Regions from separate parts of the Macaca mulatta genome. Here region 1 is linked to region 2. A link is a contact called in public Hi-C data. All regions are on one chromosome and are shown on one strand. The core of a region is the stretch at or near the end of the contact, and the rest is flanking DNA. Distances in the headings are between cores, read along the strand shown. Region 1 overlaps RGS5 (regulator of G protein signaling 5). Region 2 holds the start of CCDC190 (coiled-coil domain containing 190).

What was found. A called contact is a pair of places that touch in the nucleus more often than the background predicts.
Region 1: a Hi-C map of fibroblasts shows a contact between it and region 2, with 2.8 times the contacts expected there. The contact joins the enhancer-like site here to the promoter of CCDC190 in region 2. A contact is called at or near these places in 5 of 14 Hi-C or Micro-C datasets (fetal cortex germinal zone, fetal cortical plate, fibroblasts and 2 more).

What each region holds. Positions count from the first base shown.
Region 1 is chr1:20,896,338-20,901,403 of T2T-MMU8v2.0, forward strand. All of the region lies in intron 1 of RGS5 (regulator of G protein signaling 5), which reads right to left. All of the region lies in intron 2 of LOC106994960 (a long non-coding RNA gene), which reads left to right. Among named protein-coding and RNA genes, the nearest start is that of RGS5, 28 kb to the right of the region's middle. Within about 2 kb of position 1,879, at least 4 of the 40 cell types and tissues checked have an H3K27ac peak or open chromatin away from gene starts, as enhancers often do.
Region 2 is chr1:20,593,085-20,598,724 of T2T-MMU8v2.0, forward strand. CCDC190 (coiled-coil domain containing 190) reads right to left here and starts at 3,173. Exons shown (of 5, transcript XM_015125664.3): 1 at 3,003-3,173; 2 at 1,766-1,964. The coding sequence starts at 3,026.

The DNA of each region.
Region 1 (5,066 bases), core at 629-3,128, 300 kb after region 2:
AGATGACTCACACTAGTGATTTCAAACTGAAAATTATTTGAATAATTGTGGGGCTGTGCAATTTTAAATCTGCTCCCTGTGTGGGTATGCTGCCTGGCTGGGAAGTCATAATTCAAAAGGCCACGGACCACCTCAGTCCTTCCTGCTAGTGCGTGAATTTAGTGGGTTATCACCTTAAGATGCATAAGTGTGGAAAACAGGCACAAGCAATCACTAAAAACAGAAACATAGTTAAATTTTGAGAAATATATTCCACCAGAATGTGTGAAGAACCAATTATATATAAAGTCTTATACTAGGTGTTTCAAGGGTTACCGAGTTGTTTCTCACTTCAGAGCCACTTGGAACAATTGAATATAAAACACATACATGTAAACTGTATAGCAGATATTTTTCCAGTCATTGATGAAGGTAGGTGGAGTATAAAAACAAAAGAACACAGGCCGGGCACAGTCACTCATGCCTGTAATCCCAGCACTTTGGGAGGCTGAGGAGGTTGGATCATGAGGTCAGGCATTCAAGACCAGCCTGGCCAAGACAGTGAAACCCCATCTCTACCGAAAATACAAAAAAAGTAGCCAAGCGTGGTGGCAGGTGCCTGTAATCCCAGCTACTTGGGAAGCTGAGGCAGAGAATTGCTTGAACCCAGGAGGCGGAGGTTGCAGTAAGCCAAGATCGTGCCACTGCACTCCAGCCTGGACAACAGAGTGAGACTCTGTCTCTAAATGAATAAATAAAAGAACATAGACTCTAACCTCAAGGAGCCCTAACTTCCCAATGTGCAATGGGAGACACTATATACCTAAAAACTGCTCCTAATATATTCTCAGAGCCCTCTGAATTTTTCATTCATGGCATTTTTTGATTTGCATTTATATCTCCATATGTATATGTATATGCGAATATTGTCTATCGTTCCCATAAAAGTGTCAGGTCCCCAAGAGCAGAGTGAACATCTGTTTAGTTCACAATTACAGCTTCAGCACTTAGCACAGAGCCTGGCATTTAATAGCATTCAATAAAGATTTGCCATGTAAATTGATGATTGAGCAAATGAATGAATGAACTGAATTGCTAGGTTATAGTAAAGCTGCATTTTGGGGTGGAGTAGGTGAAATATTGGAGTGCAGCTTAGAATGAGTCACTGAGGACTAAGATGTCTCTAATTTGCTAACTGGACAGAGGTAACACCATTAAGTGACTATAAGCACTATAAAGTAAGTGAATTCAATTTCTGTCCTTGAAAGAGATTGAGAATGGTCAAGTGGGGCATTTAGTTCCTCATATTATATAGGACATATGCTAATGAGAAGAGGCAGGGAGGATAATTGCAATCACTAGCAATCTGAAAAGAATCAATTATGAGACCATAATTTTTCAGGATATAAAAGAAACAGAAGTAGCCCTGGGGCATAGGTTATTCCTGTGGTTGAAAGACTTTTAGCAATCACAAACAGGTTTCGCTGTAGACGCCAGACAAATGTCAGGAAAGAGAAGGAAGAAGAGATGGAGGAAAGTTGAGAAGCATAAGGCAAGATTTTTACAACACATTTCCAAAAGAGGTGTCCTAACGGGATAATCCCGTTTAAATTCAGTGCAATTTAAATCCGCGTCTCAGATGCCCCCTGCTGGCCGTGGGAAGGCGTGAGCTTTAGCAAAGAACTAAGCAGAGAGCAGATCGGTTGCAGGCTGCTTCCTTCTGAAGAAACACAACGAAGCTTCTTTCCACGGACTAAAAAGAACATGTCTGGAACAGATACCCAGGAAAGATAAACACAAGCTTCTAAAACACTCACTAGTCGTCGATGTCTACAGCCGAGAGTAAGGCATTTGCCGGATTGGAGACCAGAGGAGAGGAGCTCCTCTGAGTTCCCTGCAGCTGAGAACTAATCTCAGAGGCAGAACCCAGCAGAAACTGACAGAGGGAAAGGGGCCCAGAGGGTCCCTGCGCGGGCCCGTCAAGAGGGATGCATTTTGTTGAAAGCTGGAAAAGCCTTCTCCCTGGCTGCTCATTTAAAACTTTAGATCAGTGGAGTTTGCTCCTCGTAGGTGGCTCCGAGACAGGGTAATGGATGATCTTGAAAACCCTTAGGGGAAGTATAAGAGTATGATAGTGGAAAGTCAGCTCAGTTCTGGGACTGAAATCTTCAACTTCCCAGGAACCTCAGCATGGCCCCTAAAATCAAGATGGACTCTTAACTGCAGGGAAAGGCAGTGCCGGGTGATTGCGGTGGAAAGAATCTATCGTTTTGGCATCTACCATCTACCCTTTTTCTGAATTAACCTACTTCAATTTGAACTACAGAAAATTCACTCATTGTTTGTGCTTTAACAGCATATGAAAGAGTTTAGTAATGCAGTGTGATATCATGTTAAAACATATTTATTTTCTTACTTGATTTATTTAATTAATATATAATACATGATGGAAAATGACTCTATGGTTAGTTAATATGAAATACTCCTCAGGTGCTCCAAATGATAAAAAGGTGAAGAAAAATGCTAACGAATGTATAGTAGTAGTAGTATTAATTTGTTATGATATGACTTCAGAAATGACAGCTCTGTTTCTAAACACAAGTGAGTCATTCCCTAGCAGTGTTTTAGGCTTTCGCTCATACTAGTAATTACATAATAAGCCCCTTCAAACTATAAGATGGCTGAAAAGATGAAACTGACAATGTCATTTGTGTCAAATATATTCACAGAAAAAACGTTTATCTATTATACCCTTTCAACTCTTGATATGTTCGAACGTTTCCCTTCAGCAGATTGTCTTAATAACAACTCTTTTCATTTTTGTGTTCAAGCTGTTACCTCAACTGCCCCAGGTTAACTCATTGTCAGTAAGGGACCATCACAAGTAACCTGCAGTAACAGACTAGGAAGTCTCCCAGGGTTCTTGTTTAAATAAGCTGACTTAATTTCTTAGGACCATGGTGGACACGGAAAAGCCTGTGCAGGCCGGGTGCGGTGGCTCACGCCTGTAATCCCAAAACTTTGGGAGGGCAAGGCAGGTGGATCACCTGAGGTCGGGAGTTCGAGACCAGCCTGACCAATATGGTGAAACTCTGTCTCTACTAAAAATACAAAATTAGCCATGTGTGGTGGTGCATGCCTGCAATCCCAGCTACTCAGGAGTCCGAGGCAGGAGAATCCCTTGAACCCAGGAGACGGAGGTTGCAGTGAGCCGAGATCATGCCATTGCACCCCAGTCTGGGCAAGAAGAGCGAAACTCCATCTCAAAAAAAAAAAGAAAAGAAAAGAAAAAGAAAACCCGGTGCAGCCTCTCCTTTTGTTCATTTATTTATTCAACAAATTTAAAGTATGTTTACTGAACGCCTACCACATGCTGTACACTATGTTCTGATATTTTCAATGAAATAAAAAAAGATAAGGTCCTCTCATTGACTTTATGTTTAAATTGGGCAAGACAGATACAAAACAAGAAATGAAAAACAATGAAATAAGACATTTTAGCTGGTTGTAATCACTACAGTATGACATTATGTATGTCATAGTTAATTCAGCTACTTGCCCTAATCAAGCATTCACATCTCAATGGTGGTCAGCAAGCTCTTTAGAAAGACCATGCTCCAAAGGCGGCTGCTGTAGCTGCCTCAGCTATCCCTATCGAGATCGACATCAGATGCTCTGCCAACTAGCAGAACGCGTGCTAGAAGTGAGTGTTTACACGTAGGCTTCTTCATTAGATAATGGGCTCTCTCCAGTCACAATAATAATATTCAAGTCATTGGGACTGGTGACACTATTGTGGAAACCCTCACCTATTCCATAGAAAGGTTTTAAAAATGTAATTTGCTCTTAACCCTTAGAGATGGCACCTGTGGCTTGATTCCCACATAGTCCTCTATCCAGACATTGATGCTAAGATTTCTTGTTGCCTGATACCAACTAAAGAATCCCAGCTTAGAATATTATTGTATCTGAGCAAACCTTTCATACAAGGTGTAGTCAGGGCAGAAATAACTAGGACTTTATTGAGATTATAGAATAAGTCGCACAAACATTTTACATGAGCTTATTAATAAGTATTTGTCCAAAAAGTATGGCACAGTTGGATTTCATTATACGTAGGGTGGTCTTGCTTTCATAAACCTGGCCCTACTCGTTGGGCATCCTCTTGCTCAGTCACCTGGGGGAGAAACAGACTTTATCTCCCCAGATCCCTGATATATCCAAGTGTGGAGGACCACATGAGGTCACCAGACTTTCATTTAATCATACAGTTCCTGAATCCAGGTGCAAGGACTCCACCCATGATCACGCAGTCACCCCTCTCAATGGCAAACAGGCAGAAAACAAGCGATCTGTAGCAACTCCTAAAGATAATAATAATAGCTTAAATACATATTAATGTATCAGGTGTTAATTCATGTGTTTCTCCACATGTAATTTTTCCTCTTTAAAGACTGTAGCCAGGCATTTCATGCTTTCTTGCCCCTGAGGGAGTTGTGTTGTGACGTCAAAGGCAAATGATAATTGACAAGAGTATCCCATTTTCGTATTTGTTTTCCAGAACCCCCAAATCACTGAGATACGCCAGCTTGTTTCCAGAGAGAAAGACTGAAAGACTACTGTATTTGATGAGTGGTAAAGAAAGAAACAGAAAGCCTGAGCGTGGTGGCTCATGCCTATAATCCCAGCACTTTAGGAGGCCGAGGCAGGTGAATCACCTGAGGTCAGGAATTCAAGACCAGCCTGGACAACATGGTGAAACCCCACATTTCTTTTAAAAATACAAAAAAAAAAAAAAAAAAGCCAGGCGTGATGGTACATGCCTGTAGTCCCAGCTACTGGGGAAGCTGAGGCACAGGAATAGCTTGAACTCAGGAGGCGGAGGTTGCAGTGAATTGAGATGGTGCCACTGCACTTGGGCCTAGAAAACAAAAGGGAGACTCTTGTCTCAAAAAAATTTTTAAAAAACCTAAAAATTTAAAAATAAGTAAATAAATAAGTAAAAGAAGTAGAAAAATAGGGAAAAGAGAGAGAATCCCTGATAAAATGTCAGAGGACAGGGATTTAGGGTTCAGTAACTAATCAAA
Region 2 (5,640 bases), core at 1,923-4,422:
TGGGAAATCTTAGCTAAAGCCCTTTGATAGACACAGGAACCTTTTTATGTTCCTGCCCTACTTTGCGAAGAACTCAATTAGCAGTTTTGATAATCATTTTTTATAAGCGGAACTACTCTCCAATGTAAATATGAGTACCTTGAGGGCAGAGACCACGGTTTTTCATATTTGCATTCCAGACTCTACCTGAGTAGCTGTTTTGCAAAGTCTGGTCTGAAAAACACCTGTCCCAGAATAATCTGCCTTAGTATCATCGCAGTTAAAAATGTGGATTTTTAAGCCTAATTTCTAACCTGCTGACTCAAAGGACTGGCAACATGCATCTTAAATAATCTACTCACTGGCAAAGAATTGAATCTCAATAACAATTTCATTTAAATGAATCATGGAAAACTATTGCCTAGCACAGTGCCTAAGAAATATTGAGACTTAATACATATTGCTTCCTTCCTGTATCCCTGATTTTACTGTCAAGAAGTCTGAGGCTTAGAGAGAATATGACTTCCCAAAGGATATGGAGGCAGAAGCACCTGAATCAAAGTTTTCTACCTCCTGATTCATACTGTTTCCAATCCAACTCTCTACTCAGCAAGGACAGCCACTTACTAGGGCCTGGCCTTTTGTACACCCTCCTGAGAGTAGCCATCTGATCTTCAGTGTCCTTTTTGAATAAGAGTGGGAATCAACCAAATGCCTTCTAAGACCCTTTTCCAGTATGTGAGCTCTCATTCTAGGTTGGTTTAAGCATTTATTGCAGACAGGGAAATTGAAAGCAGAGGAGTTCGGTTAGTTGCTCAGAGTATCTTTCAAACCCAAAGCTGGAGGTTAGAAAGAATTCCCAGGCTAGACATTTGGCTATTACTCTTGGCATTTATGTCATGTATAAGCTCTGTTGACCTGAAATATTTTATGTTCATTTATAGCACCTGGCCTTCCTCTTGAACATGCTCTGTCCATTTCAGACTCCTGAGTTCTGGCACTTGCCTTCAGTAAGAAAGGATGTAGTCTTCAAGAGCCAAGATATTTCTTTCCTGTGCTGAATTTTTAAGTAATATGAAAATCTAATTATTTTAATGATGAACAAAGGAGAACTAGTTTCTACAGACTGTACAACTGTGACAATTTTCAACAAAAACAGTAGAAGGGTTTCAATTGTGTAACAATTTTTAATGGATAAGAGTGTGCACTTATATAGCACTTCCTTTATCCAAGTGCTCACTGAATCCTCAAATAACTTCATAAGGTAGGAAATACTTTTATTTGACATTGGAGGAAGCTGAGGTACTAATTCCAGAGACACTTTTTCTTTCCTTTCTTTTTTAACTTTCATAAAGTGGGCTAGGACAGCGACTTGCACATTAGTAACTGCTCAATAAATTGTTGTTAGATCCAAAAGAGAAAGATCGGATATCAAAAAATGGGTGAAACCAAATCAGCCCAGATAATGAAAGAAAATCAAAATGAAAAATAAAATTTAAAAGAAGAAAACAAAGGATTTAAGCAAGAAAGAGCTAACTTGAACGATGGCAGTGACTGGAAGCCTGAGAAATGTTAGCTCAAGAAGGCTTACAGGTAGGCTGCTGGGGGGAGCTATGTAATTGACGGGGGAGGGACAAGGAAGGCTAGGCAGCCTAAAATCCAGGCTCTGATCAGAAGCTCTTGCTGTCTTGGCACTCAGGTCTCTGAAAGGGCCTTAGCGGAGTGATGGGCCCACTGCCCTGCTGTGCCTCTGGGGCATCTTCCTCCCCAGTCCTGAAAGTCTTACCTTGCTGCAACTTCTGCAGTTCTTTTTGGAGCTGCCTCTGCTCCCAGGTCAGCAATTTCACATGGTAGAGGCAGATATCCTCCAGTTTCTGCAGCCTTTGGTCCAGTCTGGCTTCAGCCTGCTTGGCATTCTTCCTCTCCAAATCAAAGTGCTTATACAATTGTTGCCTGACCATGTGCCTCTCCATCTTCTTTATGGTCTAGAGACAATAAGGCATCACAACTAACCTGATCAATGGAAGACTGAGATACTGACCCCCAGCTTTTAATCAGAGATCAGTGGTTGAACCTGTGTATTTCTGAAACCACAGGTGCCTAGTCAGATGAAATCACACTATTGTTAAATGAGTTTCCAGAGTAACACAGAAGGATTGAGGGTAGTCATTCCTCTGAGCCTCAGCCTCCTTGTCAATAAAATAGTGATACAATACAATAGGCTCCCCCAACACAGCTCCCAGTCAGATTTGTGTGAAGATCAATTGAGATAGGTAAGAACTACTCTTTGGAAAAAAAAGGTAGCCTATATATATAAGGCATTATTCACCCAATAAGAAAAGCCTCTTTTACTGTTCTTAAAGGCTCCCAAAGAGGCTGCTCAGAGATCTGGAGAGGATTTTGGAATTTAGGACGTGGCCATTCCTTCCCGCACCCTGCCAGTTCATTAATTCACATATGCGTAGGTTCATTCAGCCTATAATCCTACTGTATGCCAGGTGCTATGCTAAAAGCTAAGAGTAATGGTGAATGAGACACAGTTCCTACTCTCAAGGGGCTTTCTCGAAAAGTGGAAGATTGGGGTATCCTGATTACAAAGTAGAACAGCATCCATGATGAGTAGTCTGGGCAACACCAGGGAAGCTGCTTAGATTGGGCAAAAGCTCCTCTTCTCGTCCTCACCCATCTTCTCAGACTTTAGATGCTCTCCTTCCTCCATGTACCCTGATGTCTAAGCCCACACCTGCTTCTTTCTCCTCTAAATAGCACTAAGTAGGGACTCATTTTTCTCTCGTTTGAGTCTCTCTAACACTTTTCTCAGAGCTCAGAGCACAACATGTGCTCAGGATATAAACAGATTGCTGTCAACAAAAGTTTTGGTGATTATAATGCAGAAAAAAAGCTTAACATTAAAAAGGAGGAAAAGGTCAGGACACGGGAAAGAAATACATTTTAAGGTACTTGTTTTAGTGTCTAAAGCATAGACTAAACTTTTGTTAAAGAACAGGGCCAGTAGAACTTACCTCCAAATCCAGGGTTTTCACCATCAGACTATGTCTTGTTTCTTTTGCTATGTTAGGCTGAGTCTGGATTAATGAGCTTATTTTTCTTCAGTAAACTTAGGAGTCTGGTGTTTGGAGAAAGGACAGAGGGAGACCCGTTGGAGAGGGCTGTGAGGAGAATGTTAAATACACTTGAAAGCTCTCTTCATCCCTCCCTACCTCCCCTGGTCAAGAATGCTAGCTCCTTGGGCCATGGCACTCATCCCTGCTGGAGAGGCCAGAGCTCAAAATAGCTCTGTGGGTAAAAGAAGCCTGCCAGCTTCTAGCCTGTCCCAAGAGGGGCCCACAGAGCTCCTTCTGGGCTGTGTCCATGGGAGCCAGGAATGAAAGCAAGGAGTGTCTGTGTTCTCAATCTCTCTCTCCCCCACCCTTTCCTCCTTTCCCTCCTTTTCTTTTTTTCTCTCTTTGCCATACCTCCCTTCCCTAACCTTCATTCCTACTTCTTGAAAACCAGGTCAGCCTCAAAAAGAAAGCACCCTGTTTTTTTTTCTGTCATGACTGTGCCCACTTCGTGCAGGAGAGAAGTTAATTTATTTTGTATTATTGCACACTGTAGTGACCTTCTCCAGGCCTCTCCACGTGCTCAGAGCACTTTGGTGCTTATCAAGATTTTCAAAGTGGTGAAAGCAGCACTAAGCAAAGTAAAATTAAAATCAACTTTTGTGCGCATATTTTGAACAGCTACAGTAGAAGGCTGAGCAGAGCCATTGTTTATATAACAAGATATTGAGTGGGATTTTTACTGTTGCCTTGGAGCTTCATCTGAAAATAAGAGGCACTGATATGCCACAGTCTAAATAGAGCTGCCAACACTGGGGCCTGGTAATCCCCCCAGAGTGTACTGACACGCAGGCAGCTAAACAGGACCTACTAACCACAATCATTGCCCAGCAAATAAGTAATTATAAGGAGATTACGGGGGATAGCAGGGAGGAAGAACATGCTACTCTCGCAGTGGGAGGTAGTTCCTTTCCCATCCTTTCTCATGAGGTAATTCCCTCACCTCCAGAATTTAAATGAATGAGGTGGGATTCCAAGAAAATTATCTGGGAGAATGAGATGCTACACAAGGTGAGACCGGGATTGGGATCATACCCCCAGCTAGAGGCTTGTTGACTGCAGAACAATAGAGCAGTCCCCATTCCATCCCTTTGTTGCCACTATAGCTGATGATAGTGAGGGATTTCTTAGAAAAGCTTGGTTCCTGCATGTCATTTTGAGAGGGAACTGAAGAGGAAAGCCTTGCAGAAATAATCTATGACTGAAGGGCAAGAAGAAGCCTTAGTGTGGAGTGCCTAGGAAAAGAATGGTGGTCAAAGCCATCCTAGTTACTCTCAGCCCTCTGAGAATGTCAGAGAGGACCTGGCTCCGTGGGAGGGAGCAGAGGGATTATATGAGGTGGCGGAAACCATGGTATAGTCATCACTTTGCTCTTCTTGGAAGGCAGTGCTTCATCCGGAGGGGAAATGGAATCACAGGCAGGGCCAGAAGGAGGCAGAGACAGAAGGGATCTGAGTGAAGATGAACTCCCTCATAAAACCACACATCTCAAAAGCAGAGGACATGAGAACATGAAGAATAGACAGGAAAATCTATCTATGGGAACATGGGAACACAAGAATAGATAGGAAAATGCCAGTCGTGCCTTAGCATCACAAATGTGGCAGTTACAGAGGAAGATCTCTGCCTCCTCTATTCTCTCCTAGCCCATGACCTTAAAATGGTTAGTGTTGAAAAGACAAGGGAGAGGAAGTATACAAAAAGATCATGCCTTTTCCACTCCAAGGGTTGGAGAAGGAAGAATGATACAGCAGATAACCCTCCTTTCCCATCTCCAAACCTCCTGGAGTCCAGTGAAGAGGGGTTTAAATTAGTGTGAAATTGGAGCTTCAAAGCAGAATGGATTTTTTTTTTTAAACAAAATGTCAAGGAATGTGTAGAATCTGCCCAGGATATCATTAAGGAACAAGAAAGAAAATCAGCAAAGATAGTGATTGGAAGTGTAAAACTATCATTCTCAGATTATGTCCTTGCTTCCACCACCAGAGAAAGAAGTAGTTCAAACTGCTCAATAAAGTGGTTTTGATTAAAACAAAATTTTACAGAATAGATTTTTAATGCACATTCATGTAGTTTTCTATAATTCTCTCTGTTTTACGTGGAGTCACATCCTTTTGTAGTCAAAACACATCTGGAATCAAATAATCTGCCATTTATAGAATATGTGACTTCAGTCATTAATCGTGTCCTATCCCTTGGTTTCTTTATTTGTAAAATTGGTTAAAAGTATCTGTATCATAGGTTTTCTGATAGAATTGAATGAAATGATGAATTTAAAGTAATTCGTGTATAGTAGATGTCCAATAAAAGTTAGCTCCTGATTTTCAGCAAAGATGGAGTAATGGGAACTAGATTTACTTTTCTACATGAAACAATTTAAAAAGCAGAAAAAAAATCATGAAATTAAAAAAAATTGGACATCAGTCAGATAGGATGGTGATCCCTGAGACAGTGGAAACAAACCAGGGAATCCTTATTATTGCTACAGCTTACTGACTAGAAAGGGTTTCCAGACCACAGCACAAGAATTGAGCAAAAA